2 separate regions of the Mus musculus genome follow, and region 1 is linked to region 2. A link is a contact called in public promoter capture Hi-C data. All regions are on one chromosome and are shown on one strand. Each heading gives the region's core, a stretch centred on a gene start, on an enhancer-like site or on the middle of the called end of the contact. The rest is flanking DNA. Distances are from core to core; before and after follow the strand shown.

Region 1 (3,613 bases), core at 306-2,805, 480 kb before region 2:
GTCCTGCTCCTGGATGTAATCCTAAGTGACAGTTACAGTTTGAGCAGCCCAAAGGCCCAGTGGGCTCTGCCTCTGATGAGCAGGTAGCAGATGCTGAGAGAGATGACAGGCCATTGAGCCAGGGTGGTGAGTGTGTGTGTGAGTGTGTGTGAGTGTGTGTGTGTGTGTGTGTGTGTGTGTGTGTGTGTGTGTGTGTGTGTGGTGTAATCTGGTCTTCAATGCAAACAATGGATGGGCTGGAGTCTCAAGATATGGAGTCCAGAGAGAAGATCTGCTTTTTAGAGAGCATGGATACTTCTCTGGTCCAAGGAACTGAAATAAAGCTGTGAAAGGGGCTTTAGCTGGTTGTAGGTGCATACACAGAAGTCAGGAACCCAGGAGGAATTCTCTTCTCTGCAAGAAAGCAGCTGAAGTCCTAGCTCAAGAAGGTGGCTCAGATCTGGACACAGAGCCTAGTGGAAAGGCACCTTGGAGCTGGGGATTCAGCCCATTTTTGCTACCAACTTGCTGTTTGACTTTCCTAAGGCTCTCCCTATACCCAGGCCCCAGCCTCTTCCTGGCAGAAGATAGTTGTACTAGATGACAACTGTCATTCCCTTTTGGTGACATTATAAGCCCCCAGAGCTCCTTTTGTTAGCATCTCAGGCATGCCTGTATTCATGAGAGGGAATTGATGGTAAAAACATCCCCTGCCCAGTCCTCATCTGGAGATTTTCTCAAGTGGCCCATACCCACCTTCCGCATCTGGATCGGTTCTCTTGCTCCTAACCACCATTCACCACACTTTACAGGTTTGACTCATGCCTAGTTTGGGTTTGGCATTGCTGCCGTCAAGGTCCAAGGCCGATCACCATGACAGGCAGTAATTAGCAGGGCCCAAATCCTCGACAGTAACCACGGAGTCAGAAAACCTGCACTTCTTGTTCCTTTCCAGTCGCCTTCCCTGGTGCTGTTCATAGGGACAGTCGGGATCTTGTGACATGCTTGCCACATCTACTGCTGGGTTTCCATACAGCAAGTTAAGTCAGGGAGCCTGCCAGGGTTAGAGGATCTGTAATTTACTTAGGAACATTCCAGTTGACGGTTTCTCAACACTCAGCTTCCACGTGTGTGTGTATGTCTCTCTCGCCCTGTGAAAGTTGCTTTCTTTTGTCCCTGCTACTGACAGCCAGGAAAAGTGTACTGAGAAACCCACTTGACTTTGTAGGTAGCAATGGAGAAGCAGTACCAATAAGACAAGGCTTGTCCTCAAAGGGAATGTGACCCCCGGCTGTGTTGAACATCCTATCCTGCCTATCACTCCATCCACCCCAGTCATGTTCCATCACTGAAATATGCCAGCGAAACCCAGCAGGTACTCTAGAACACAGACACCCCAAAACACAGAGTCCCCAAGACAGACCGCTGTTCCAGCTGGCTGCTCTGCCAGCCCCAGAGGGTAGTATGGGTTCCCACAAGAACCTGCTGGAGAGACACCACACTCACCACTCATGGTCAGCTTCTTCTGCCTTTCCTGGGGCTCCTCTGGGAATGACAGAGATGGTGTGGGGAGACCGGCGCCAAGGATTGCCTTACCATTTATAGAAGCCTCTCCTACACACCCCAATTAGAATTCTAATGAGGTGGGCGAGGCACCAGGTCATTCCTGTAGTGCCTGTAAACGTTTCACTTACAACATACCCGTCACCCAATGGGAGGTCATCCTGCTTATGCAAGACGGGCTTGGAAAGAAGAAAGGAGATGAAAGAAAGTCGAATAGTTTGTTCTTACAATTCCTTGTTTTATTTACAAAGGTAAGTGACTTCCTGGACCCCCAGCATTTGGGAAACTTGTCCCAAGCTCATGCCAGGAAGGCTTTTGTAACAAGGAGATAGATGTCTAGAACTTAGCAACATCCTTTCTCTCTGTGTACAAATATTATTAGGGCTGACTGCCTCCACACGCCACAGTTCATGTGCCCGGGATGAGGGTAATAAGGTACATTTGAGGAAGCTCACAGCCCTAAGTTCCAGTGCTGGCTAGGTCCTGGGTCACTCTTCAGATCTGAAGCTTGGAAGCTTTGGTTTAGGTTTGAGGATAAGCCTACCCACATGCTCACCTCACAAGGATGGAGGAGGATTAATTCAACATGATTACTTAAGTGGAAAGTGAATATATGTGCCTCACCATGGACTACATCGAAGATCTTGAAATCAGATGGCAGTTAGAACCCAGGTTAGGGGGACCACAGTCTGTCTTTGTAAAGCACTAGAAATGTCCACTGACTTTCCAGCCGCGCACTCTCTCCAGGAGTGTAGGAGGAGTCATTGACCTGGTTTTTTCTTTTGTTTGTTTGTTTGTTTGTTTCTTGCCCCAGCTTTAAAGGGGGGAGATTAAGGGCTGATGAGGTGGCTCGGTGGTTAGAAACCTTTCCTGCTTTTCCAGAAGACCAGTTTTGTTCCCATCACCTACACTACACCACTACAACCACTACACGTGGCTCACAGTCACCTCCAGGTGTAGCTGGCTGTTTGGGAGACACAGCTGGAATCACAGTTCTTGGGAAGCTGAGACAGGAGGATTGCAATGCAATGCAATGCAATGCAATGCAATGACTCAATCAATAAATAGAATAAGTATTGAGAGTTTAAGAGCTACTGCACTGCACTGTAACTGTCTGCTTGTCACCCCTAGACTGAGCTCCTTGGACGTACAGGCTGTATGTTATTAGTTTTCTCCCCAAAACCTAGATGAGTACTTGACAATGGTGAGAACACAAACCTGTTTAACTAAAAATTAAAACATTATTTTATTAGCTTGTGTGTCGTGCGCATGTGTGAATGTGTGTATGTTACAGATCTGAGACAACTTTGGGGTGTCTGTTCTCTCCTTCTGCCTTGTTGAGGCAGGGTCTCTATTGTTTCAGCCATGCTGCTACTCTAGGCTTAGGTGGTCCTCCAGTTTCTGGGAAATTCTCGTCTCCCTAGGGTTGCTGATGTGTGCAACCATACCCAGTCTTTTATGTGGATTCCAGGGATCTAATTCAGGATGCCAGGCTTGTGTGCCAAGCACTCTTATCTACTGAGCAATCTCACTGGCCCCTGCTTGAATACATGAATGAATGAATGAACGAATGAATGAATGACTAAAAGGATGATAAGAGGATGTTAACTTCTGTCCTTGTGGTGGTTCCTGTGGCCAATGCCTTCATGCGTGTTTCCTTTTCCCACCCGCACATATATCCAGCATAGGTTCTATTGTTGTTGCTGTGGTATGAAGGGGGCAAACAGATGAACTCAAGGCTACGTACGTAGCTGTAGGATTGGGATCCAAATTTAAATGACTCCAGATCTGGTCTGCTCAGTCTCTGAAGGCACTTCCTAGATGATGAGGGAGCTTGGCCTTTTTAGGCTCCTGATAGTTTTTTTTTTTTTTTTTGGAGAAGTAGACAGTCAAGAAGACAGCAGAGGTTTCAGAGGTGTCTGGCAAAGAGCCCTGAATCCCATGTGGAGGTTTGAGGGTGGCTGTGGCCCATGCTGTTCTACCAGCTGTGACTCTGGGGAAGGCCTTAGTTATACAGGATCCATCCTACCAGGAGCCTTGAAAGTCACTATGTGACCCAATGTGATAGACG
Region 2 (3,251 bases), core at 420-2,919:
GGCACTGTTCGCAGCAGCTCTGATAATGCAGCAAAGGTTCTGCCAGCTGGAGGCGGACAAGGACTATGAGCAGGAAACAAACGTTGCTTCTCTCGGTGACCTTTCCTAGCCAGAGAGTGAGGGTTTCAGATTTGCCAACACTATTAAGTTCTACTGTAAGAATCTAGAGTCTGGAAGGTGCCAGCTAGTCATATGGTTGGCTGTGTCCTGATGAAAGTTGACTTACCAAAACAAGAAGCCAGGCTGCAGGCCAAGTCTGCCAGCCCAGCAGAAGGCTGGAGGGTGGGAGCTGCATCACTATGGGCCCATTTCTATGACCTGCTTGGTCTTGAGTCTGGACCTCCCCTGGCCCAATAAGGTGCTTTTGATTCAGAAGCATCTTAATTTTGGCTAAAGACCACGTGGTTTTCTCCCTGGCCCTCTTTGTCCCCTTCTTTCTTCAGCATCTATCCCAGATGTCTACAGAAGTCACGGCAATGATCTGAGTTGTGGGGAGCCCTAGAAGGATATGGAAAGACAGAGGACTATGAACTCAGAGTCCATATTCCTAGCCTACTGATCCAGGGTCACCTCGCAATCACCATGCCCTGAGCTGAAACCCCTGTTGGGGGCCCTCATCTATCAGCTGCCGACTGACTTCTCTTTCCTCTTACTGTGAACGAGGGTCCTGACGAGTGCTTTGTGGTCTCCTGTAGCCCTGTCTTCCTTTGTGACTAATCCTTCTATTAAACCCTAATCAAATTGCCTGACGCAGGCCTGGCTGCTCCTGCAGGGCCGGCTGCTCCTGCTGCTTTGAACCATAAGGTCCAGGTTAGAATTCTGATCAGGTCTCCCCCCTGGTGAAATCACAGCACCTCACAAAGCCCCTGGGTTTCTCTTTGTGGAGACTAGAGCAGTAACGACATCCAGAAGAGGACATCTTTCAACTGCAGTGCAAACCAGTGGGTTCAGGAACTAAGTCATTTTCTGTTAATTATTACGGTTCCCTCCCTGGAGCCTCACACAGTCCCCAGCATGTATATGTCTGGAAAAAAAAATCTGTGGCAATTACAAAGGAATAAATAAGCAGCAAAAAGGCTGTAAACAATGACCAGGGGCTTATCCACCACCACCACCACCACCACCACACACACACACACACACACACACACACACATGCTTCACTTCAGCTGCACAAAGCAGCTTTTGTTTGAAAGTCCTCATCCCTGGCAAAGCAGGTGGGTGTGAATGTCTATATTTATTAAAACATATTTAGCTTCTATTTCTCTTTACCACCCTTCCACTGCATCCTTGAGAGGCAGCAAAGAATGATGGAAGTATTACTTAGCCATGTTCAACTCCTAGCTTTGCTGCCCATGACTTTTTTGGTCTTCATTTTTCTACTCAATAAACCAGAGCTAGTGATTTATACCTTGTCAAGAGCCCAGGGGAGAAGTCTGAATCAGCCCACTGAGGGTCATCCACTGAGGCTGGTCACAGCCCCCGAGTTGAACCTGGACCATTTGGAAAGACATTGTGACTGGGACATCAGTTCCCTGAAGGGCTCAGGAAGCCCCTGGCTGGTGGCCTGCACTTTTCCTCCAGTTGAAAGGTGCCATCAGACCAGCCGTTCCCAGCCTGTGGTGTGGGCAGACAAGTCTCATGTCCTCTGGTTGTCCCAGTTTCTGTAGACAACAGGCAACTGTCCCTGAGCTGCAGCATCGTCCCCAGGTTTCTGCAGCTGCCATGGGGCATTCAGGCCTGCTGGGATTAGTAACTGGATCATAGCTTGAGAGCCAAGGCCCTAAATATAGGGCTGCCTGTGCCTGATGCAGAAGACCTTGGCACCAGCTGCTCTGCCTTATGTCACAGACAGGGAAACTGAGGCCCAGAAAAGGAGATGGATTTTTCTACTCTTGTTTGGTAAGCGAATAATGACCAGACCTAAATTTCTCACATCAAAGGCTCACTCATCTGCTCAGTCCTTCCCTGACTTAAAGCTTATTTTCCTCACTCTGTCCACTCTCCCTGGCCCACCCTGAACTATATGTCCCAGTTGATGACACTCTTACCTGATCATCCTCCATCCAGTCTACTCTCATACAACAGGAGACTTTCTTGAAAATGCAAATTAAATCACGCCACCCCTGGAATACTCTTGCAGCTTCTGTGTCATCCAGAATGAATGTAAGATTATCTCGGGGGTAATCTTTTTGTACACTGTGTAAAGTTTGTCTTTGTGTTATGCAAATGTTGGTTTCTGTGCCGCCAGAGAGGAGAATACTGGCCAGACTTTGGTATTATTATTTTTATGGATCATCACTTGTGTTGGAAACATTTACCCTTCTCGCCTTCTAATTGGTTTACTAAAGATCTAATGGCCAGTAGCTGAGGCAGGAAAGAATAGATGGAACTTCTGGACAGAGAGAGGGTCTTTGGGAAAGAATCAAGAGGTGGGGGATTCACCAGTGTGACACGGAGGTGGAAGGAACAGGTGTGGAGGTTGAGTGAGAAGTAATGGGCCGTGTGGCAGGATGTGAGCTGGAATTAGTCGGGTTAGAGTTAGCTAGGAGATAACCTGCTACAGAGCCTAAGCTTTCTTAAATAATAAGTCTCTGTGTCATTATTCAGGAGCTGGCGGCTCCAAGAAAGTCTGGCAATAATTGGTGTCCAATGTGAGGGTATGTATATCCAAGCTTAGGGCCTCAGAAAAGTCTCCAGAGGAAAGCATGGAAGATGTTTCCCTAGCAACAGAGCCATGCGGGAGGCCATTGGAGAGGAGCCCCAGACACAGCTACCACAAGTTCTCCCAAGCATGGCACAGCAGGTAGGCACATTACTGACCTGCTGGGCTGAGCTCCTGTGGTGTAGAGGTGTCACCACCCCCTCCAGACTGCTGCTTAGGTGGGAGGTTGGGCTGCTGTGGGCCGGAATGGACAGAGGTCAGAGGTGCTGGCCCAGTTGGTGAACCTTGGGAATGCTCAACAGCCTAAGGACTGCTGCTGCTGCTGCTGCTTGGGCAGGCAGACAGTGGTTGCAGCCAGAGTTGGGTGGGAAACAAAGACGTGAACTGGCCGCTGAAAAGTGGGTGGGATAGGTCCCAGAGCACAGAAGCCTCAGTTTCTCTGGCTGTTGTGGGTGCAGAGTGGTGGAACTGCCCCTTCTCTATGAGCAGAGCAACTGGGGGCGGAGCCAGTGGTTATCATCCCATGCTAAGTGGAGCTGAAAAAGGAGTGACTGCAGGCAGCAGAAGCCAAGCCCAGGAGTGAATG

The links. Promoter capture Hi-C pulls out the DNA fragments that hold promoters and counts their contacts.
Region 1: a promoter capture Hi-C map of stem cell-derived epiblast-like cells shows a contact between it and region 2, with 2.3 times the contacts expected there. The contact joins the promoter of Tgm3 here to the promoter of F830045P16Rik in region 2. A contact is called at or near these places in 1 of 39 promoter capture datasets (stem cell-derived epiblast-like cells) and 1 of 115 datasets of contacts at active chromatin or transcription factors (embryonic stem cells).

The regions. Positions count from the first base shown.
Region 1 is chr2:130,010,282-130,013,894 of GRCm38.p6, reverse strand. It overlaps Tgm3 (transglutaminase 3, E polypeptide), which reads right to left and starts at 1,555. Exons shown (of 13, transcript NM_009374.3): 1 at 1,486-1,555. The coding sequence starts at 1,492. Gm52561 (a long non-coding RNA gene) reads left to right here and starts at 1,698. Exons shown (of 2, transcript XR_003954059.1): 1 at 1,698-1,793.
Region 2 is chr2:129,535,020-129,538,270 of GRCm38.p6, reverse strand. It overlaps F830045P16Rik (RIKEN cDNA F830045P16 gene), which reads left to right and starts at 1,669. Exons shown (of 7, transcript NM_177653.3): 1 at 1,669-1,902. The coding sequence starts at 1,809.